7 separate regions of the Mus musculus genome follow, and regions 1, 2, 3, 4, 5 and 6 are each linked to region 7. A link is a contact called in public HiChIP or PLAC-seq and promoter capture Hi-C data. All regions are on one chromosome and are shown on one strand. Each heading gives the region's core, a stretch centred on a gene start, on an enhancer-like site or on the middle of the called end of the contact. The rest is flanking DNA. Distances are from core to core; before and after follow the strand shown. Region 1 overlaps Auts2 (autism susceptibility candidate 2). Region 2 overlaps Auts2 (autism susceptibility candidate 2). Region 3 overlaps Auts2 (autism susceptibility candidate 2). Region 4 overlaps Auts2 (autism susceptibility candidate 2). Region 5 overlaps Auts2 (autism susceptibility candidate 2). Region 6 holds the start of Galnt17 (polypeptide N-acetylgalactosaminyltransferase 17). Region 7 holds the start of Castor2 (cytosolic arginine sensor for mTORC1 subunit 2).

Region 1 (2,923 bases), core at 9-2,508, 2.3 Mb before region 7:
GATCACAGGCCCACAACATCTCCTTGCCTGGCATGTCACACGACTTAAAAAGAACACTACAAGAAGGCTGGTTCTTATTTCCCAGGAAACTGTAAAAGACCTGAAATCCCTTCAAATACAGGTGCAAAGAGGATGCTGGGAAAGCTGAGGTGGGAAGAACTGTAATTAAAGATAATTAACACAAGTTCCACAATAGCACATCTGCCCACGGAGAGTGGGGGCACTTTTCTCATTAGTATTCTGAGATCACCAAACTCAGGCAGCCATTCTTACTATGATCACTGCCAATCCTACTTTCACGTGTTTCAATTTTGTTTTTTTAAAAGATTTATTTTAAGGGTCGGTGTGGATGTCCATGCATGAGCGTGCATGTCCACGGAGACCAGAGGTATCAGGCCCCTTGGAGTTGGAGTCACCGGCTGCTGTGAATTGCCCATCCTGGCTCTCTTACAAGAGCAGTATATACTTCTGTTTTTTGTTCTGCTTTTTTTTTTTATAAATTTACTTATTTTTATTTCATGTGCATTGGTGTTTTGCCTGTAAGTCTATCTGTATGAGGGCGTCAGGTTGCCTAGAACTGAAGTTGCTGACAGCAGTGAGCTGCCATGTGGGTGCTAGAAATTGAAGCTGGTTCCTCTGAAGAGCAGACAGTGCTCTTAACCGTCCAGCCACCTCTCCAGTCACAGCAGTAGACTCCTAATGGGTGTACTATCCCTCCATACTCCAAGCCTGCATCTTACACAACCTCCTCTCTAAGCCCTGTGTCCAGCTCACCATGTCAGCTTTGTTCTGAAAAAACAGGTCGGCCCTGGCTACGTTTAATCAGTGTCTGGATTATCCCAGAACTTAACTGCTTTTTGGCCAGCTTGATGTTTGGCATATGCATGGAGGCCTTGATGTCCATAAGGAGGCTGACAACTTAACAAATCAGTAGCTTTTGGGTACTTTGGAAAGGTTCAGAACAGGCCAGCTGCTTGCTCTATCGGAGGTGATGCATGGTTAATTTCTTTATTTCAGCGCACTGTACACAGATGCGGCTGGGATGTTCATTTTGCTTTGCTACCAAGAAGCTACACGGTATCAGCTATCAGCTGATTTATTTGAAATCCTCCCTGGAATGCATCAGATTTTTAATTGTTTCCTGAACTACCAAAACAGAAGAAGGATTGATGTCACTGGGACATGCCTGGGGTCCCTGTTAACTGCTACACACTCCCAGTGACTGATTTTCAATTGATACAGATGAGGCCGGAGAGGCGGCTCCTGCAGATCCACACCATGAACCCAGCAGCCCAGTCAGGGAAGGCTAACAGAGAGGCTGGTGGGGGGTTGGGGGAAGACCAAACATTGCCTCCCTACAACTCATCAAGTTCACAGTTCTCCTCAGCAGATGCAACTGGAGGGGCCAACATATCTGCCGACAGAAACAGATGGTGCCTCAGGGCAGATCTCTGTTCCTTGCTCTTGGGGTTGGGCTCTGCAAGATTGTGGGGGATAGGGCTTTTGTGAGCAGGCGGGTGGGATAGAGACTCATTCTCTAGCAGCAGGTAAAATCCATTTGTCACACCAGCTCCGAGCAGGCTTTCAGCAGAAAACTTAATGTCTGAAACCAATGAGCCATTCTGTCCTGCTACGGCAGTGAATGCTCCTGGCAGGCTGTGACCCCCCAAGAAGGAGGAGGACAGAAGGAAGATGGGGTAATGGGTCAGAGAAGTGCAGCTAGTCCTGGCCAAGGAGACAGATGAAATCAGAGGTTGGGCTGGTCATGCCTTTAAAGGCTTTATTAACAGTGTGTGTGTGTGTGTGTGTGTGTGTGTGTGTGTGTGTGTGTGTGTGTGTGCATCTCTGTGTATGTTCTTGTGCATGTGCATGCGCATGTACATGTATGTGTTTAGATGCTAGGCAGTATGTATAGAGGTCAGAACAAGTTCTCTTTCTACCATGGAGTTCATAAGGATCCAGCTCAGGTCATAGGCTTGGTGACAAGAGCCTTTCCTGCTAAGCCATCTCAGCAGCTTGACTCTCCCCAATTTTTTTTTCTCTTTCAAAACAAGATGTCAGGTGAAAAGGGCACACAGGAAAACCAAGTATTATTTTAAATCCTTTCTGGCGGGGAGAACGGCCATCAAACCACCACCACAGCTAAAACCACCATCCTAATTTCCCTTTCCCCCTCCCCCAAATTGTGGAAAGACAAGTGGCTTCTTTCTCAGATCTTGAGTGCCAGCGAACCCATGAACGCAGGCTTTACATATGCACTCTGTCTGCAACAGGAACACGCACACCAGCCATCCATCCCCACTGTCTCCTACGCCGAGACCGGCTGGGTTCTGTGTGGCAGAGAAGGTTTTTATGAGCAGGCTTTCAGCTGCCAGGATCCCACCTTCATAAAGAAGAGATTTTTTTAGTTCATTCTGTCTATTTATTTTGTGTAGAGAAATCAAGAGCAATAAAGCATGAAGACGTTCACCCCACCTCATTCCATCTCACACTTTTGTCAACCACGCTTTATCGGGTCTGGGAATGAATTTTTAATATCGTGCCACAGAATGCTTCTGGTCTTCTATCATGTGCTGGGGCGCTATCAATCTGATCACACTTGGGACTTCTGAGTGATACTGAGCACCGGAGAACAGCTTTAAAGTTTAGTCACTCTGATGGAATGTAAAAGCTTCTATCAGTGACAGGTTGACAGAGAAAGCTGTTTTCCTTTCCATTTCACAGACTTCCACGTATGAACGGCATGAAACATGTCAGGACTTTCTCTGCGTCTATGAAGACGGAGCTGGCATCTGCTCCCAGTGGGGACCCCTTTCTAACCAGCAATACTATAAAATTTCATGATTCTGGATTCTGAGTGACATTCGAAAGGGCAAGGAGGCGGTGTTTACTAAATTTTATAGAACAACATCAATTGCTTGTC
Region 2 (3,150 bases), core at 513-3,012, 2.6 Mb before region 7:
ATGGAATCCAGATTGGGAAGCAGAAAAGAAACCTAGTTAAATAAACATACATTTTTTGGGGGGGAGAAGACAACGGTTTTTTGGTTTGAGTTTTGTTTTGGTTTGGTTTTTTTCTTGCAGGTGTCAGAAACTAGAAATAACCCAGAAGCCTGGGATAGCCCAAGGGCTTCCTGAATGAAGGAAACCCAGCCTGGGGCGGAACAATGTGTTAGAAAGCCTCACTTAAAGAGCAGGCGGCTTTGGTGGCTAACCCCTCTCGCTGCAGGTCTACAACACAGACTTGGTGTTTTAGTTGTAATAATTGCTATCACAATGGCCTATGTGAATGTATTCCTCTCACACCCAGACACCCAGACACCAGACCAATGTCTAAAGGAAACACTACATACACATACCCACTGATGGACTGAAAGGGGCTTGCAGAACATTCAAGCTTTTCTCTGAAAACCACTGGGTATATGGGAAACGATTTCAGACAAAGGATACAGAGGTCACCCAATAAAGGAAGTGAAGGGCTTTCTAGTGGGCTCAGAAATCAATCAGCATATCTGTTTAGAAACATCCATGAAAAGAATCTAGTTTGAGGCTGGAGAGATGATGGCTCAGTCAGCAAAGTGTTTACACAGAAGCAAACACAGCCCAGGGGTCAGATTCAAGTGTGCTGAAGTGATCTACAATCCCAGCACTGGGAGGCAGAGACTGGTGGATCCTTTGGGGATCACTAAGCAGTCACTGCACACAGGTTCAGTGAGACACCATGCCTCAAAACCTACAATGGAGAGCAACTGAGAAAGATGCTGGACACAAGTGCACATATACTCTGTATGCACTCGCAGACACAACACGTTACATAGCAAACATTTCCCAAGTGGTCACAGGGACATTCAGGATGGGGGGTGGGGGGGGGGGCGGGAAGCGCTGGTCTCTTCCTCCTTCCTTCTGGAAAAGTGGCAAGATGGCCAATGCTGAACCCTCAAATACAACTAAAATCATGTCAGATGCTCTCAACATCTTAAAACTCAATTCTTGCCTCTATTCCTCCAACATGTGTCCCACACGTCCCTTAGAAGGCCATGGATGAATGTACTCAGTAAGGAGGCCGGGCTGTAGCTAAAGTGTTTATTGCACAGGTAGGAAAACCTGAGTTTGATCCTCAAACTCACATCCACAAAATCAAAAACTATTCCTGGCAGCCCACATGCACACCTGTAATTCCAGCACTAGGAAAATGAAGACAGGAGAGGGGCCCCAGCCAGCTAGCCTAATCTGAGCTCCAGTGTCAGGGAGAAAGAAAGCTGACCTCACACTATAAGGTTAAAAAAAAAAAAATGGTCAAGGAAGACTACTCAGCAGGACATCTGGCTTCCACATGTGTATACACACTTGTGAATCCAGAGAGAAGCACTTTCTCGCCACGTGGAATATTTCTGGTCTCTGCTGGGTAATTTTACACTCACAGGACAAGGCATCTGTTTCCCAGAATTCTCCAGGAATAATTCTATACAACAGCTTCTGTGTGTGAGAGTCAGATTTCCATAGGAAGGCCAATTTCCATGACAAAGGGGGCCTGATTGCGTGCTATTTGTGGTATGGGTTGGGAGAAGAAGGAACTACTTCTAACTCCTTTGTCTCACATCAAGCACCAATTACCCTTCAACACTATTTAATTCTCCACATGTAAGACATTTCTATCTCTCAAAGCCCCAAGAAAGCCAGCTCTGAAGCAGCACACACACACATACACACCCACACACACACACACACACAATCCCAGAGGGAGAAAAATAAAAAATGAACAATATTCTACCTTTTCCTTATCTGGGATTTAAGAGTCGATAAAAAATAGAACTAATCTGCAGAGGCTAAAACTGGCTCAGTTTCCTGTGACAAGAATCAGGTCTGGGCTTGACACAACAATCTACCTTACACAAAATGCAAGACACCACAAGAGGCTGTAAAATGGGCTCCTTGTGTTCATATAAAGGGATATTAAATCTAAACCACACTTCCCTCCTTAAGCTATACCACAGTCAACTGCATTAGTTTTAGGTGTAGAAATGCTTTAGGAGAGCGACTTTTCTCAAGAGACAATATTGCCTTTTTTGTATTCAATGTTACCTTCTTTGTATTCAAACCAAGAAATCCTTTCCCTTCAAAGCTAGCAAAAACAGTTGACATTGTTGCTATTAAACAAGTTACTAGACCTGACGTTGCTTGCAATACCTTTGTTTTTCGGTTTTTTGAGACAGGCCCTCTGGCTGGCTTTGATCTCACTATGTAACTCATATTGCAGAAGGTGACCTTGGACTTCTGATCCTCCTGCCTCTACCACCTCTAGAGCCCTGGGATTACAGGTGTGCACCACCACGTCTGGTTTATGCAGCGCCATGAAGAGAAACCAGGGCTACCAGTAAGCACTGCTCTACTCCCATTAAGCCACACCCCCCACACCCCAGCAACATGTTTGGGTAATCAGTTTCTCCTCTCATCAACTCCTCAGATCTCAGGCAGTGATGTTGATAAAAAACATATTGCCCAAACACTCAACAAACCTGTATTAGTTACTTTTCTGTTGCTTTGAATTAACACCATGACCAAGGCCATGTAGAAGAGTTTATTTGGGTTCCAGGTTCTAGAAAAATGAGAGTCATCCTGTGTGAAGAGGCATGGCTGTAAGCAGCTGGCTCGGTGACCAAAGCAGGAGGCTAAGAGATCACATCCTTTGCCATAAGCTTCAGACAAGACAGCCCTAACCAGAAGTGGCACTAGGTTTTTAATCTGAGAGGCCCCTAGTGATGTATTTCCTGTAACAAGGCCACACCCCTTATGCTTCCCTAAAGAGTGCGACCAACTGGTGACCAAGTACTAAAAATGGGTGTACTTCTCATTTAAACCACTACAGTACTCAATCCTGTGTCCATCTGTTTATGCTCCCACTCCTCCCCAAGCCCAAGTATGTCCCTATAAACTGTAGGGGAAAGCTTGATGAGGTCCACCCAGAGCTCAGGGTGGGCATGCATTTTACTTGATAAACAACGTCCATGAGAACTCTCCATGCTCGGTCTTGGAGACGAAGTGGGAGTCTGTCTCAATAATAGATGATGGTCCTTGTTCCTTCACTTCCCTGAAGACAAGCTGTGTTCACCACAG
Region 3 (2,977 bases), core at 408-2,907, 2.5 Mb before region 7:
CCGGGGACCACTGAAGCATTCCGTAATGAGATACTTGTTTAATTTTCCTTCAAAGGCCGGACATCTGTGACAACCCTCCCTCCATTCCAACCCCACACAGGCAAATGTATCAATAGGCCTAAGGCCTCTATCCAGTTTGATGGAGTGTTTTCCATTGAATAAACCAGATAATAAATTTTGAAGAGGAAGGAACAATTGCCATTAACTCTCGTTCTCTCCAAAGAGTCCAAGTCCATCATGAAAATTCAATAGCGGCTAAGCTAAATGGATAGATGTTCACAGTCAACCTTTTTTAATTGATTTCCCTTCATGAAATGATCTAGTCTCTGAAGCTAGCCGTCCCAGAGCCCCTCTTTAACCTTTCTTTTCATTCCAAATACATTTAGAAGCCCTGAACAAAAAGGAATAGCTAAAATATTAATCTCCCTTGAGAGCAAAGGCCTGCAACAGACCAGATTTTCAGATCAATCCCCAACAGCGCCCGTGGTCCACAAAAGAACGAACCCTACTCTTAGCTCTATTCAGTGTGGCACCGGCACTGACCTTTACTGAAAACCAACCACCACATCCCGACACTGGAAGAGACTAGAAAGCTTTTCTTGCATAATAGGGATTCGTCCATGATATTGTTAGCTCTCGGCCCTGTAGTCACTTCTGCATATGCCATAATAAGGCTTGGAATGCATATAATGAGAGAGATATTTTCACTTTAATACTTTATTATGTCTAGGGATATGTTTTAAGCAATATTTCATGTCCCATCCAACCCCCTCCTCCCCTTTCCTGCTTCCTCTCTTTAGCCCCCTCCCACCCACCCTCAGCCCTGCCTTTTTCTAGACTTGGTTGGCCAGGACCCTTCAGGAGGCACATGGAACGTGCTATTGTAATTCTCTCTATCACAATGACAACATGGTGGCCGGGCATGGTGGTGCACACCTTTAATCCCAGCACTCGGGAGGCAGAGGCAGGTGAATCTCTGAGTTCGAGGCCAGCCTGGTCTATAGAGTGAGTTCCAGGACAGCCAGGGCTATACAGAGAAACCCTGTCTTGAAAAACCAAAAACCAAAAACCAAAACAAACAAACAAACAAACAAACAAAACAAAAAAATTCCTTAGAACAATTTTCCCATCCACAAAGGTGACCCTGCAGTTCTCATACCCCCTCCCCTGCCTCTGTGTATCAGCCCTGGATCACAGGCCTGGCATCAACCCAAGCCAGTGAGTGTATCACAGGAGTGTCTAAGCCCTCTGTGCTCTCTCTGGGCTCCCAGAGCCAGGCCAAATGACTCCAGGGAGCCTAGAACTCATAACAAGAGAAAATTCACTTCCCCCACACCTGCCTTCTCCCCAAATCAGCTCTAATTTTGACAAACATAGAAACTGCTTTATAAAGTGTACTAGAATAAATGAAATGGGCAAGTCTCCCCACGGAACCCCAAAGTCACTCGGTATCAGACTCAGTTCATTAGCTTCCCTCTCAGTCCTTAACAGGTCAGGTCCCCTCTAAATCCCACCTCTCTGCTCCGCAAGGAGAGGAGGGGGGGAAGCTCTGCAAGCTGCTATTTCACTCCCAGCCCCAGCCCCAGCATGTGACTGCCCCGTGAGCTGGGAGCAGAGGCCTGTGCAGTTTCCAGGGCTGACACCTCCTCCCCTCATGAGCCACACTAACCCCACAGCAGCTGGCCAGAGAATTCCCCAAGGCTCTGCTACAGAAGCTGAGAAATGGAAGCCCAATTTCCACGTGGATTCCCTAAGCAGGAAGCTGTGAACGTGTGAGTCGCCTTCCCTGGGCCAAGGTCTGTTTATGTAGCCCCTTATTTACTGGAGCAGTAAGTTGGGAAATCATGGGGATTGCATAAACTCCCTGCCACAGAATCAGCGGCTGTGGAGCACACAGAGGGATACCCACTAGATTCCATCTCTCTGCCAGGAACCATGGGAGGCTCTTGCCTTCAGATCTCCTTTCATGTCCTTACCAGATGCCAAAGCTGATACTCATCTGCATTTCTCAACACATGAGGAAATGAACTCTGTGAGAGGAATCTGCACAGAGGTAATTCTTCCAATGTGTCTACAAACTCAGGCTCATTTGTGATTACTCCTAAACCCTTTAATCTACATTTCCTTTCTAGCTCAAAGGGTTTGAATCAGCCCCGATACCATCATCAAACAGTTGGCCCTTCTGCACACTATGGTCCTTCAAGTATGTATCGAATACTTGTATGTTTGTACTGAGATTTGTCACTTTAAAGAATCTACAGGGTGGGAGAAAAGCAAAGCAGCCAAGGAAGGCTGACATCTCCAGGAATTTTCAGCAAGTACGGTCATGAGGCCTCACGGAGCTGGGAGGGAAATAAGACACAAGGCAGGACCCCCACAGGCAGGAGACTGGGACAGAGGCACTGTCAAAGGTCTGGAGTACTTGCTTTTAGGTCATCAAGAAAGAAAGTGGGGCTGGTATGGCTCAGTGGTAGAGCCCCTGCCTAGAATCCCCCAGGGAGGGGCTGGGGGCGTGGCTCAGTGGTAGAGCCCCTGCCTAGAATCCCCCAGGGAGGGGCTGGGGGTGTGGCTCAGTGGTAGAGCCCCTGCCTAGAATCCCCCAGGGAGGGGATGGGGGCGTGGCTTAGTGGTAGAGCACCTGCCCAGAACCCTCCAGTGAGGGCCTGGAGAACTGGTTCCGTAGTAGACTGTCTATCTGAAATTCTCCAGTGAGGAGCTGAGAGTATGATTCGGTGACATGGTGCTGGCTGAGCATATACAAAGTCCTGGCTTTCAATCTTAGACTAGGGGTGGGAAAAGCAGAAAGTGAAGGAGCAACAAAGGAAAGCAGTAAGAGAGAATCCAACAAAACAGCCTGGGTAAGGCAGTGGTTCCCACCCTTCCTAATGTTGTCACCCTTCAATACAGTTCCTCGTGTTGTGGTGACCCCAAATCATAACATTATTTCCACTGCTACTTCGTAACTGTAATTTTGCTA
Region 4 (3,044 bases), core at 97-2,596, 2.3 Mb before region 7:
AATACTGGTCCTTACGTTATTTTCTCTTTCTTTCCTTTTCGTCTAGTCCAGGATCACAACCTGCCACCAACATGCAAGATAAGTCCTCCTCCCTCTGTGAGGTACCTCTGCAAACAGCCTCAAGAGACAAGCCCAGAGGTGTTACCATCTAGATGACTCTAAATCCAGTTATAAGTTTTACAGCTTGGCATAGTAGTACATACCTTTAGTGCCAGCACTTGGGAAGCAGAGGCAGGCAGATCTCTACAAGTTCGAGGTTAGCCTGGTCTACAGAGCAAGTTCCAAGGCAGCCAGGGGTGCACAGTGATACCTTGTCTCAACACACACACACACACACACACACACACACACACACACAGACACACGATTAATTATAACTAATATTTCAGTATCTTATTGGATTCTACAGGGAAAATGGAGACATTGCTTTTTTAAAAAAAAAAAAAAGGTTCATTTTTATGTGAATGAGTGTTTTCCCTGAATGAATGAATGAATGAATGAATGAATGAATGTGTATGAGGTGCATGCTTGGTGCCTATGAATGTCAGAGGGATGAAGGATCTGCTGGAACTGTAGTTACAAATAGATGGTTGTAAGATGCCACGAGGGTGCCTAGAATGGAACCCAGGTACTCTTCAAGAGCAGTTAGCCCTTTCAGCACCAAGCCATCTCCTTAGTCCCTACCATCTCCACTTGATAACGGCGTTAGGTGTCTGCTTAGAGGCTAGCCTGCCCACCAGTTAATGCCAAACCAAGCTCTCAGTCCTACTGGGCTCCCATGAGAAACTGTGGAGAACTCTGACATCATCCACTTGGCATCCCAGGGGTTTCTCTGTCCATCAATGTCGAGTGCCAATGAATAGAGAGAAGGCCTCAGAACTGAGGGCTGCTTTCCCTGCTGGGTGAGATCTGGGCAACAGCCATGGCCTACCTAGCTGCCTACAGAGGCGCTGGAACTCCATCTCTGTCATCTTTATGCTCATGGCTCCACAAGAGTGGTATTGTTCTGGAGGCCCAGCTTCTGTTAAGATGACTAAAAGAGTGGCCTGACACACAGCATTACTTCCCAGATCCCAATTATGTATCTTTAAAATATCACCTATTAAGACCCAAATACTTTGTTAGTTGGTTGCAGCCCTTTGAGCAGGTTACCATGGATTTACACTGGCATAATGGGCCCTCGTGATGTATGTTCCCTGTCACCATTGAAACAACAGTCAGTGCGTCTGAGCGGGGCCCACCTGCCAAGCAATATGTTCTCAATCCCTCAGGCAGAGCGGTGTGCTGCTCCGCTAAGAAAACGTCCCCCCACTGAGCAAATGGCAGAGCCATGGAACAGGGGCGTCTGTGAGCGCCTGCGTAAAAGCCTTGGCTGGTCCTCCTGGCAGGAGCAGCAGGAAGGGGCAGTGGGGGGTATTGCTGACAAGCTTCACTGCACAGGGACAAGCAACAAGCATGCAGAATCAGGACCTGCCTGCCTTCCTCTGCTTTTCTCCCTTTCCCTCTTCCTTCCATTTCACTCTTACCTCTCCTTCCCTTTTTCTCATCCTCTCTTTTCTTCTACCTTCCTCTCTCCTTCCTTTCCACCTCTCTCTCCTCTCTTTTCCTCTCTTATTCTCCCTTCCTTCCTTCTGTCCTTCCTTCTCTTCCCTCCTCCCATATTTTTTGCTCCACCCCTTCTTCCCCTCCCCCCTCTCTCTTTCTCTTCCTCCCTCTCTTCCTCTCTCTCTGCCCTTTCCTTCTCTCTGCTCTTCCCAACTCCTTCCTTTTGTTCTTCCTAATGGAAGACCACAGGCTATTGTGCACACCCATCATTATCTCAAATGGCTTCAGGGTGGGTGCCTGGGGCCAATTGTTAACAGACCAGTATAATACACTAGTGCTTCTTCTCAGCTGCCCGGGGATTTTGTTAGCATCCAAAGATGCTTGCTGATGCAGATCCTGCTTCCCACAGAACAGTAGGCTGCAAACAGCCAGTCACTCAAGATCTGTGGAGGTCACATTTCATCACACTGCCTCCTCCAAGAACTCCCACTACCCTAAAGCTCGGTGTCATCCCTAGATCGAGAGGCAGGCACCATCCTTACCTAGGAAAAGCAGACTTTTTTATTCTGCACAACACATGGACTAGGGGCTTGGGCGGGGAATGCTGTGGCTAATTAGTGATAGCAGGAGGTCTGTGCTGTGAAGAATGCCTCCAAGGTGCTGAACAATTCTGCTGCTAGTTTCTCCTAAGATAGAAAACAACAGTTAAATGAATAAGCCCTCTGTGGGTTATGTAACAAGCAAGGGGTGCAAGGCTGTTCTAAGTAGTCAAACAAATGCACTACAGCTTCTTTTTAAAGTATGTGTGTGTGTGTGTGTGTGTGTGTGTGTGTGTGTGTGCGCGCGCGCGTGCATACGCTATAGTACACTGGAGCATCAGAGGACAACTTCAGGTGTTAGTCCATCATCTTCTTCCTTTGAGACAGGGTCTCTTGCTTCCCACCTCCATGTGTACCAAGTTAGCTTGTCCCACAAGCTTATGGGAATTTCTTGTCTCAGGCTCCCTTTGTTTGTTTGTTTGTTTTTGTTTGTTTGTTTTGTTTTTAGAGACAGGGTTTCTCTGTGTAGCCCTGGCTGTCCTGGAACTCACTCTGTAGACCAGGCTAGGCTCGAACTCAGAAATCTGCCTGCCTCTGCCTCCCAAGTGCTGGGATTACAGGCATGGGCCACCACTGCCCAGCTTTTTAATTGGTCTGGAGTTGACATGCATTTCTACTGTATCTGGCTTTACATGGGTTCTGGGGATTCAAGCTCAGGACCTCACACTTAAATGCAAGGAGCTTTCAAAGCTACAGTTTTACCTGAGCGTTTGAACCTCCTGTTAAAATGTCCTAACACCCAGAGAGTTCTAAAGGCCATGATGTGTCACAAATAGTCCTTGTCAAGTGTCTGAGAATGGGAGCTTTTCCATGACTGTGCTAATGAGAACTTTTTTGTTTTTTTCTGATTCATTTATTAATCAGGAGGAAGCCAAGGACTAAAGAACTAACCCAAGAGGC
Region 5 (3,023 bases), core at 510-3,009, 2.5 Mb before region 7:
TCTAGACAGCAGAGCAGTCAGGACAGAAGGCTGGCATTTGCAGAGATGGCAAGGGCTTTCCCTTGAATAGAGGAAAGCCCCACAGGTGCCCACCTTCAGGGAGATATTGTTAGAGAGGAGCCCAGGCTATTAGACTTCCTTTCAAGGCTGGAATCACAAGAAGTCAGTTAGGGGCTGAAAGGATTCTAATGTTACCCAGAGCCCTCATCATACCATGGCTACCTCTGGGTGGTCTTCTTTGTCCCTGTTCTCTAATGGAGAGCCTGTATCTGGGCACAAACATTCTCTTATTTTTTAAGAGACATATTTCTTTTACTTAGGTTAGTCTGCAGGTAGGAGGTTATGTATATCATCTCTGTGCAGGGAGGGGAGGCCAGAGGTGGCACTGGGTTCCTCTGGAACTGGAGTTCCAGGTAGTCATGAGCCACTCTGTGGGTGTTGGGAACCAAACTCAGGTCCTCTGCAAGGGTACTAAGCACTCTTAACTGCTAAGCCATTTCTCTAACACATCTCTGCTCTTAACCTTGGGTCTTGAGACTTCCTTTGTGACCGTTAACAACCCTGCCACTCTCTCTCTGACCAGTCCTGCTGCCCAACTGAAGACATTCTCAGGTCTCTCTAGTCTAAGTTTGCAGGGAATTTTTCTTGCTTGGGGAGTATGTTATTCTAATGACATGAGCTTTTACTCTGGACCACAAACCAAACCAAATGAAACCCAAAACCAGAGTTTGAAAACCTAGCTCAGGACCCAGAGCCTAGAACATGCTTGCTATTAGCAGGAACTAATAACAATGCTGTACTCTTCACATCCCCAGTGGACTCAGATAAATGGAATCAAGAAGTCTCAAGGCAGAGAGAAGCTAGTTTTCCTTTTCCTTATGGAGAAATATCTGCATTAAATACATTACATATCTTCTGGTGAGAGATATTTCTAATATCACTCTGCCATTTCTACTGGCCCCAGGCTTTCATTACGATCACTGGATATTGCTGCAAAAAGGCCTAACTGACCTTTGCCTATGCGAACCAAGAGTCACGCACACTCCTGGTGAAGAAGATGGACTTGCCATGAACTTGATGCTTAGCTGAGGATGACCTTGAAGTTCTGATCTTTCTGCCTCCACAAATGTGTCCTGCTACCATGCTGGGGATGGAAGCTTAGGCTTCCTGCATGCTAGGTGAGCGAGCAATCACCTCAGCCTCTCTCCAGACATTTAATGTGTGTGCATACACGCACTCACACACATGCACAGGTATATGCATGGTATATGCACACATATACCATGGAGTCTTCTTATGCCACCCTGTCCTCAGACCCAGGTGCATTATTTCCTTCCCACTACACAGGGCTGTACTCTGTGTTATCTACTGAAAGTCTGGGAAAAACAGAAAGAAGAAAAAGGCCTCATGTCTACTCACAGTGGAGGCTGTTCTAAGACAGCCACCATGGTTGCCTGGAAAGGACCAAGTAGATGGTCTGAAGTCGCACTGTGAGGTTGGCCAGTCTCCTGTCTCGAGGGCAGGGAGCAACGTGTGGGATCTATAGGTGAGCTGCCTGGCAGTTTGGCCCTGCAAACCACTGGCCTCTGGGCCCCCTGCCAGGCTGCCTTTGCTGCTGCCAGGGGAAGTGATGTGTTCTGCAGGAGAGTGCCAGCTGGCGGGCCTTTCTCCCCAGGGGGCAAGCCGTAAGCACAGATTACCAAGGACTTTGTTCAGTTCTGCCGCGGACTCCCCAAGGAGAGGCACATCACAACCCCGCATCAGCACTAATAGGCTGTGATGTGTCAGACTGGGGCTAAGCAGGCCAGCGGGGGTGGCAGGGCATGGGAGCAGAAGAGAGGACAAAGGCCCCGCCTCCTCCACAGCCAGCAACTGGCTCAGAGCCCTGAGCCAAGCAGGAAAATGATCTCTCTATGGCAGACTTCACTCTACACAGGCAGAGTAAGAGGAATACCTCCGAAGTGCACACTGCCTATCCACACTAGACACCGACTCCTATTCAGCCCCGTCTCAGACATCCCCAGAGCCTCCTGCAATTTCAGAAGGGCAACTAAAACTTTCCTTTGCTTCATTTCAAGGGCCTGTGGACTGTGAAGTCACATGGACTGCCACATTCGAGACGTTGTCATGGAGACAGTGGTGGCTGCATCACTGATGTTGGTCTCCACTTTCATAAAAAAAAAAAGTCATTTAAATTTTTATGTATAAGACCAGTTCATTAGACTGAGAAATTAAATTGATCATTTCTTCCCCCCCCCCCCCCCCAGTTCACCCAGAGGAATTTCTGAGAGAACTATAGATTAGCATATGTGGAAGTTGGGTGGGATTTTGGCAACACAATTGGCTGTGGGAGGACAGGTAGTTTTTGTTTTGTTTTTTGTTTTTTTCCAGCCATTTTTAATCTCTGACCTGAAACTAATCTACATCAAAAACCAAAGATGGTTTCCTTCACTTGCTTAAGTCCATGGCTAGTCTGCTATCCAGCTGACCAATGATGATTGCAGCCTGTGTTTGGGATGTGTTATGGCTCATATAGAGACTGGTAACTCTGCCACTTTCCAAGGGACCACTTGGCCAGTGATCTAAAACCCAGCGTGTGTGAGTGCGTGTTAATGCAGGGCTATGGGTATGGAACACCCAGACAGGCCATCCAACCAAGCCGAATCTTCCTACAAAGGCCTCCGATGGTTGACTAGAATACTCCAAGGAACCGAAGAGATTACTTTCTTATATCGATCAGTGTGTGTGAGCGCTTGCGAACCGTGTGGCGTGTGGAGCTCACGCCTGGGTATGGAGGCCTGAGGCTGGTTATAGGTGTCTCCCTCAATTGTCTCATTTTTTTGAGACAAAGTCTTTCTCTGAAAGTTGGCTTACTGATTGGCTGTGCTGGAGGACCGGTGAGCCCCAGCAATCTGGCTAGCTGTGCCTTTCCAGCACTGTGCCCAGTGTTTCCCCTAGGTCTGGGGATCTGAACCAGGCTCCTCAATGTTTGTACTGCAAGCCCTTTGTACTCACTGAGCCAT
Region 6 (2,948 bases), core at 101-2,600, 2.8 Mb before region 7:
CCAAACTTCCAGCTGCAGTATATCATGAAAAAGAATCCGGTGGTGGTTTCTACAATAGTCCCAGGCACAGGGCAGGGATGGAAGAGAGAGATCGGGCTGGTTCAGATGTCAGCTTAGGATACAGAGAGCCAGGGAGATCACCCTGTGCCCTGCTTGCACCACGACCCACAGGCGGCAGGGCACGTCCTTACCATTAAGCTGCCTGTAGACGATGTCCTCCAGCAGCGACAAGCGCTTCAGGACCGCATCCTGGATGGGGCTGGCGCTGTGCGCGCTGAGGTTGGCCACCTCTGCGCGAGGCCGGATCTCGTGGAAGGCGTCTCCGCTGCGCACCGCGATAGGCCGACACTTAGCCAAAAAGATCACGAAGCCGGCCACCGCGATCAAGTTCAACACCAACAACACTTTGACTCTCCTCAGTGAAGCCATCAAACAACACGGCCGGTCCTTTCCCTGGACCCACGCCTCTACCAGCCTCACCTGCGAGGCGCAGGGCAGCCTGAGACGGAGTAGACCCCACACACCGAACAATGGCCGAGGGAGGGGGCAAAGGGCTGGGGGTCCCAGCTGCTGTTGACCACAAAACGCCGATTCTCTGGCGCCAGTAACCACTGGAAGGACGCGGCTGATCTCTCACATGGAAGCCCCTGGCTTGCAAAAGTGTCTCTGAAATGCCTGCTCCGTCCACAGCACGCAGTCCCTTCTACAAGACAGCAAAAGATAAAGGTCCCAGGGTCTCTCCCTGTAGAACAGCAAACAGGTTGCCTTTAGACTTTGGACCTCCTCCGCAGACGTAGACCTTCAGGAACAATCCTTTGGTAGTCGGAATGCTCTGGGGATGTGGCGGGAGTGGCGCGCAGGTGCCGGGCTCCAGCTCTGCGCCCGCCGGCGGAAGAGCGCGCCACTCCTGGAGTTGCGCGGCCGACACTCTCGCCCGCAGGCGGCCGTCGCAGGGCGAAAATAGAGTTCTTCAGCAAAGGACCCGCTCCTCAGGGCGGGTGTCTTTGTTCAGCTCACCGGCTCTCTCCATCACTCTGAGAAGAGGAAAACCCCGCGCCCCGTGCCTGCATCCTCCAGGCTCCGCAGTCACGCTCAAATCTCAATGACTCTCTCAAAGTGGAGGGGGGGACAGCAGGAAAGGGGCGGGAGCAGGGACCCAGCGCGACGTCCTCTCCGCCCCCACCCCGCCCGCAAAACTCACCAGTGCGCACAGCGCCACGGGTTCCCGGACACGTTCCAAGTCCCTACACGAGCCTCCGGGGCCTGCCGGACACACTGGCTTGTCTCGGGAGGTGGCGCGTTGCGAGGCTGGCCGGAAGGAGGAGTCGGACCTCCAAAGTCACACCAGTTGTCTACACGCCTTTCTAAATGTCGCGGGGGAGGGATGCGCGCTGGCGCCCCCGCAGCCTGTCACCACGGCCCGTGCAGCTCGTCCCAAGCCCCCAAGGGAACCAAGATCCGAGTGTCCCGATCACCGGATGCAATGACACCGCGGCTGCGGCACTAAGAGTACACACGGTCCCCTAGAGGGAATGGTGGGATAGATTGGAGCAGCTGGGAGCCAAGAGGGGATGCTCAGGTGGCGACGGAAGGCGGGGCGCGGTCCCGAGGGGAGCGGCTGCGGCGCCGACTCCTCCTTCGCGGTCCCTTGGTCACCCTCTTCCCTGAGAGCCAGTCGCCAACGCCGCTGCCACCCGCAGGCTGCGGAGCGCACAGCTAGGGGAAGCTGGCCCACTCTTGCGCGCGCACCCGGAAAGGGTGGGGGTGTCTGGAGAGAGCGGGGAGCGCGCCGGACCAAGAGCAGTCATGTCCTGTTGGCTGCTAAGGGCTGTGAGGGACCCTTGGGGTTCTCAGCGCTCTCTAAGCAGCCGGGTTTGTTCCATCCCGGCAGACGAGGAAGACATCCCTTTCTCTTGGCTTAGCTGCTCTGCTTAGCTTGGCCCGGAATGGCTAGAGGGAAAATCTGGCCTGGAGACTCGGATTCCGCTACTTTCAGAGCAAGGCCCTGTGTCCTTCTTGCTTGAGCCCTGGGAGAGTTCTGACCATCTTAGTTGGTGCTTCTGTGCTTGCCCCTACTCTGTAAACTCTTATTTTGGTGCCATGCACTTGGATTTATGGCCCTGATGGGTCTCCACAACCTACTTCTTTTCCTGAGACCCAGGAGTTCCAAAGACTGGAATCCAAACCTGCCCTCTAATTTTTTTTTTTTTTTAATTGCTTAGGCCAGAGAAAGAAACCAGACTGCCAGCAGATAAGAATCAGCTGAGTGAATTCAGGGACTCCCACTTCATTCTTCCCATCCGATTAAAGTTTGTTGCTGTTGTTCATTGGTTAGTTTTGTTTGGTTGACTTAGATTTAAGCTTTTGGTTGGAGCATGGAAGGGGGGCGGTTCAGGGGGCATGTTCGGGTTTGGGGGTTTGGAGATGGGATGTAGTTAAGCTGTTGAGCTGAAGTTGAGTGCTTGCCTAGACCTCAACTGGATATTCCCACCCCACCCCCCACCTCCAGCTCTTCACAGCCAGGCTTGCTGGTGGCAAGCCTATAATCCCAGCACTTGGAAGGTAGAGGCAGGAAGATCAGAGACTCACAAGCATCCTTGTCTATAAAGTAAGTTCCAGGTTAGATTGGTTGGGTTTCTTTTAAAAGGGAACGAAGTGTTTTCTTGTTTGCTTTTGTTTGTTTGGACCTTGATGGAGATTTTAGTGTTCCTTTGTTTATGCCATCTCAGTTAGCCTAGGCTAGTTAGCCCCTAACTGATGATTCCTGATCTCTTAACTTCACCTCCCAAATACTAGGATTGCAGTCCTAGCCACCAAGCCTGGCCCTCATTTCAATAAAGGTATTGTTGTTTGGGGGCTTGGGGGGGGGGGAGGGAGTTCGTTTTCCTTTGTTGTCCTTGGTGTTTTACACAATTAACAGCAAGCACCTTTACAGTTTTTCACTAAAA
Region 7 (2,751 bases), core at 35-2,534:
AGAGGAACAACCTGCAGGGTTCCATTCTCTCCTTCCAAGGTCCAGAAGATCGAACTCAGGTCAGCAAACTTGGCAGCGTCTTTACCCACTGAGCCATCTCGAAGGCCCAATCTTTAACTACATTAAAAGACATAGTGAGAATTCTGGGTTTCACGCCCTTTAGTGGGTATGAGGCAGCACAATAAGCCCCCATCTGATAGAAGGGAACTGAGAATATGAGATTGACAGGCAGGATTTTCTCCCCGAAGAGTTCCCTGTTCGCCTCGTCAGGTAGACTTGACCCACCACAACGTCAAAGCACTCTGCCAAAGGGCAAAAGCACTAGTCAGTAACTTTAACCTAGAGGATTTCAAAACCTAGTCAGCCATGAAAGGGAGAGGGGCGGGAGGGGCGGGCAGAATATTTGCTAAACAGGTCCCCCATACAGCACTCAAGCCTGGGGTTAGAAACACTAAGGATAACTCTCATTCAGATTCAGTTCCGCTCTCCACCTCACCCCGGTAACCCCCTCCCGCTCCCCCTTACCCCTCCACCCTCCCAGATCCACAGTTACTTCAGCAGCTTTGCACCCATGATCCCGGAGACCCGGGTCCTGGTTCCCGTGCCTGCCTTATCTCTATCCTCCCTCACATTTTCCGCAGCAACAAAGCCAAACACAGTACCGTGGGGGCTTTCACGCTTCTGTGCGTTTGGACACGGTGTTCCTTCTGCCTGGAAGGCCGCGCAGCTCTCCCTCTGAGCGCCCCCCTCCCCCTGCCTGCGTGCTCTCATTCAGCCCCCAGCACCCTTTTCCAAGGAAGCCGGCACCCTTCTCTATCTAACCCAACTCTTCTTTTGCTTTCCTTCCCTGAACGACAATCACCGATTCCTCTAAATCTCTCCTCTGGCAGGATCAGGCCTTTTCCAACGCTGGAGTTGCTTGTTGAGGAAAGGGGTTCTCGATTGACACCCCAAAGAAAGTACCTAATCCTGAGTTTGAGCGATTAAAGAGCATGCATCTAAGCTTAAATCCGCTCCAAATTCCCTATATGTCCCATCGGGTTCCTCTGTGTCCCTGGGGAACCCCGAAATCTTGCATTCCCAGGGCACCGTGGCGCAGCAGCCCAGCCCCCCTGGCTTGACATCAGCAAGCTGGAGTAGTCCGGGGGGTTGGGGGGAGGGCCGCGTAAAAGCGCGCGCGCGGACTACAAATCCCGATTGGCATTGCGTGGCCTCCCGGCTGGCGCCTGCGCATCACGGGCCCGGCGTTTGAGTGGCAAGTTGTTTGTTACAGCGAACACCAGCTGCTGCTGCGCCGGGCGCCGCGCTCAGCCGGGCGCTGTTTGCTTGTCCACCCCGTAGCTTGCTGCACCCCGCAGGTCCTCCCCAGGCCTCCTTTTTTTGCAACTTGCCAAGCTTCCTTTTTCTGGCTCGAGTACGAATCAACCCGGCATCGAGCTCCGGGCCCCCTTCCCTGGGCCGGTTGCCCCACGGCTTGGGGCGCACAGGGGGCGGGGGCCGCGGCTCGTCCCCGTCCCCCCCCCCCCAACTCGGGCCACCGCGGATGATCCGCCGTGGAGGAGCCCTGGGCGGACGATGGAACTGCACATTCTGGAACACCGGCTGCAAGTTGCCAGCGTCGCCAAGGAGAGTATCCCGCTCTTCACCTACGGCCTCATCAAACTTGCCTTCCTGTCTTCCAAGACCAGGTGAGAGAAAGAGAGTAAGGGGCGAGGGGATGGCTGACGGGGGGGGGGGGTGTCGGGGGGGGCTCATGGTACCAGCCCCGGGACAGACAAAGAGGCGCACCCCGGGGGGACGCAGTGCAAAACAACTTCATCCCCCCCTAATCTCTGCCATTCTCCTGCATCGGACAAAGCCACCCCTGTGCTCTCTAGTGGGGGTCCCCTCCACCCAGAAGCCCCCACCCCACTGCGCCTCCAACTGCTGCCACCAACACCCAACACCCCCCCCTCCCGTCTCAGTCCCTTCCCCGAGATCCCGAGTAACCTCCCTAAATGGCCTCTATGATGCATCCGTGAATGAATGAATGAACGAATGAATGAATGAAAAACAGGTGTGGGGATCTGGAGGAGGAAATTTACAAACTAAACACGCCCCATCCCCCCATCCATCCACCACCACCACCACCACCACTACCCTCCTCCCAGTTGGGCCGGCCCCCCTGTAGCCATTGGCAAGCGGGGAGGGATGGCGCTGAGGTCGGTCTACCCCAGAACAGAAATATCATAAAATCATTAGTAGATGTTTATCTCCAGGTGCCTGCGAGGGGAGAAGAGGTGCAGGCAGCGGGGGAGGGGCAGCAGGGCCAGGGTCGCTGATTTCTTTTCTCTTTGGGGGTCCAGCGAAGTGGGGGGGGGGGGGGATTTTGAACCATGGAAGGGGAGGAGCAGACGTGTTGATGGATCTGCCTGGAACCTGGGCTTGGATGTTCCAGGGGGAGAAAAATAGTGGAAGGCCTTGGGAGGTAAGAAGAAAAAGAAGAAAAAAAATATTTTTTTTTAATCTTAGATTTTTTTTTTTTCCCGTTGCTGGATGTGTTTGACTTCATAAACTCCTGTTAGATTAGTCAGACTACCTTTTCTTTTCATTGCCCATTTCCCCTTATGCAGTGGGAATTGGAGCAAGCTACCATTGACTCAAACCCCTTACCATTCACTTACCATTATGATGGGTCTGGTTTGGGGGGAGGGGGGGAGGGGGATTTAAAGCGAGGATGCTCTTACCTCCTTGCCAAAGGAATGGATACGT

Evidence for each region. Promoter capture Hi-C pulls out the DNA fragments that hold promoters and counts their contacts. HiChIP or PLAC-seq counts read pairs in DNA pulled down with a chosen protein or histone mark.
Region 1: an H3K4me3 HiChIP or PLAC-seq map of embryonic forebrain shows a contact between it and region 7, with 11 times the contacts expected there. The contact joins the enhancer-like site here to the promoter of Castor2 in region 7. A contact is called at or near these places in 5 of 39 promoter capture datasets (the C10 cell line, cranial neural crest, hippocampal neurons and 2 more) and 3 of 115 datasets of contacts at active chromatin or transcription factors (astrocytes, embryonic forebrain and neural tube).
Region 2: a contact with region 7 is called in an H3K27ac HiChIP or PLAC-seq map of epiblast stem cells, with 18 times the contacts expected there. The contact joins the enhancer-like site here to the promoter of Castor2 in region 7. A contact is called at or near these places in 10 of 39 promoter capture datasets (the 3T3-L1 cell line, the C10 cell line, cranial neural crest and 7 more) and 2 of 115 datasets of contacts at active chromatin or transcription factors (embryonic forebrain and epiblast stem cells).
Region 3: a contact with region 7 is called in a promoter capture Hi-C map of second pharyngeal arch cranial neural crest. The contact joins the enhancer-like site here to the promoter of Castor2 in region 7. A contact is called at or near these places in 8 of 39 promoter capture datasets (the C10 cell line, cranial neural crest, frontonasal cranial neural crest and 5 more) and 1 of 115 datasets of contacts at active chromatin or transcription factors (embryonic forebrain).
Region 4: a contact with region 7 is called in an H3K4me3 HiChIP or PLAC-seq map of embryonic forebrain, with 11 times the contacts expected there. The contact joins the enhancer-like site here to the promoter of Castor2 in region 7. A contact is called at or near these places in 3 of 39 promoter capture datasets (the C10 cell line, liver and pre-B cells) and 2 of 115 datasets of contacts at active chromatin or transcription factors (embryonic forebrain and forebrain).
Region 5: a contact with region 7 is called in an H3K4me3 HiChIP or PLAC-seq map of neural tube, with 13 times the contacts expected there. The contact joins the enhancer-like site here to the promoter of Castor2 in region 7. A contact is called at or near these places in 5 of 39 promoter capture datasets (the C10 cell line, cranial neural crest, liver and 1 more) and 3 of 115 datasets of contacts at active chromatin or transcription factors (embryonic forebrain, embryonic limb bud and neural tube).
Region 6: a promoter capture Hi-C map of hippocampal neurons shows a contact between it and region 7, with 11 times the contacts expected there. The contact joins the promoter of Galnt17 here to the promoter of Castor2 in region 7. A contact is called at or near these places in 2 of 39 promoter capture datasets (cranial neural crest and hippocampal neurons).

Annotation. Positions count from the first base shown.
Region 1 is chr5:131,801,168-131,804,090 of GRCm38.p6, forward strand. The region is part of intron 4 of Auts2 (autism susceptibility candidate 2); the gene reads right to left. Among named protein-coding and RNA genes, the nearest start is that of 4930563F08Rik, 78 kb to the right of the region's middle. Within about 2 kb of position 1,259, at least 19 of the 459 cell types and tissues checked have an H3K27ac peak or open chromatin away from gene starts, as enhancers often do. A contact at or near this core is called in embryonic forebrain, where this site is marked.
Region 2 is chr5:131,525,384-131,528,533 of GRCm38.p6, forward strand. The region is part of intron 6 of Auts2 (autism susceptibility candidate 2); the gene reads right to left. Among named protein-coding and RNA genes, the nearest start is that of Gm29681, 110 kb to the left of the region's middle. Within about 2 kb of position 1,763, at least 22 of the 459 cell types and tissues checked have an H3K27ac peak or open chromatin away from gene starts, as enhancers often do. A contact at or near this core is called in epiblast stem cells, second pharyngeal arch cranial neural crest and trophoblast stem cells, where this site is marked.
Region 3 is chr5:131,646,079-131,649,055 of GRCm38.p6, forward strand. All of the region lies in intron 5 of Auts2 (autism susceptibility candidate 2), which reads right to left. Among named protein-coding and RNA genes, the nearest start is that of 4930563F08Rik, 230 kb to the right of the region's middle. Within about 2 kb of position 1,658, at least 68 of the 459 cell types and tissues checked have an H3K27ac peak or open chromatin away from gene starts, as enhancers often do. A contact at or near this core is called in second pharyngeal arch cranial neural crest, where this site is marked.
Region 4 is chr5:131,823,470-131,826,513 of GRCm38.p6, forward strand. All of the region lies in intron 4 of Auts2 (autism susceptibility candidate 2), which reads right to left. Among named protein-coding and RNA genes, the nearest start is that of 4930563F08Rik, 55 kb to the right of the region's middle. Within about 2 kb of position 1,347, at least 37 of the 459 cell types and tissues checked have an H3K27ac peak or open chromatin away from gene starts, as enhancers often do. A contact at or near this core is called in embryonic forebrain and forebrain, where this site is marked.
Region 5 is chr5:131,598,837-131,601,859 of GRCm38.p6, forward strand. The region is part of intron 5 of Auts2 (autism susceptibility candidate 2); the gene reads right to left. Among named protein-coding and RNA genes, the nearest start is that of Gm29681, 190 kb to the left of the region's middle. Within about 2 kb of position 1,760, at least 134 of the 459 cell types and tissues checked have an H3K27ac peak or open chromatin away from gene starts, as enhancers often do. A contact at or near this core is called in neural tube, where this site is marked.
Region 6 is chr5:131,306,172-131,309,119 of GRCm38.p6, forward strand. Galnt17 (polypeptide N-acetylgalactosaminyltransferase 17) reads right to left here and starts at 1,351. Exons shown (of 11, transcript NM_145218.3): 1 at 192-1,351. The coding sequence starts at 429.
Region 7 is chr5:134,098,464-134,101,214 of GRCm38.p6, forward strand. Castor2 (cytosolic arginine sensor for mTORC1 subunit 2) reads left to right here and starts at 1,285. Exons shown (of 9, transcript NM_030719.3): 1 at 1,285-1,688. The coding sequence starts at 1,576. It overlaps Gm15627 (predicted gene 15627), which reads right to left and starts at 1,178. Exons shown (of 2, transcript NR_166664.1): 1 at 663-1,178; 2 at 1-302.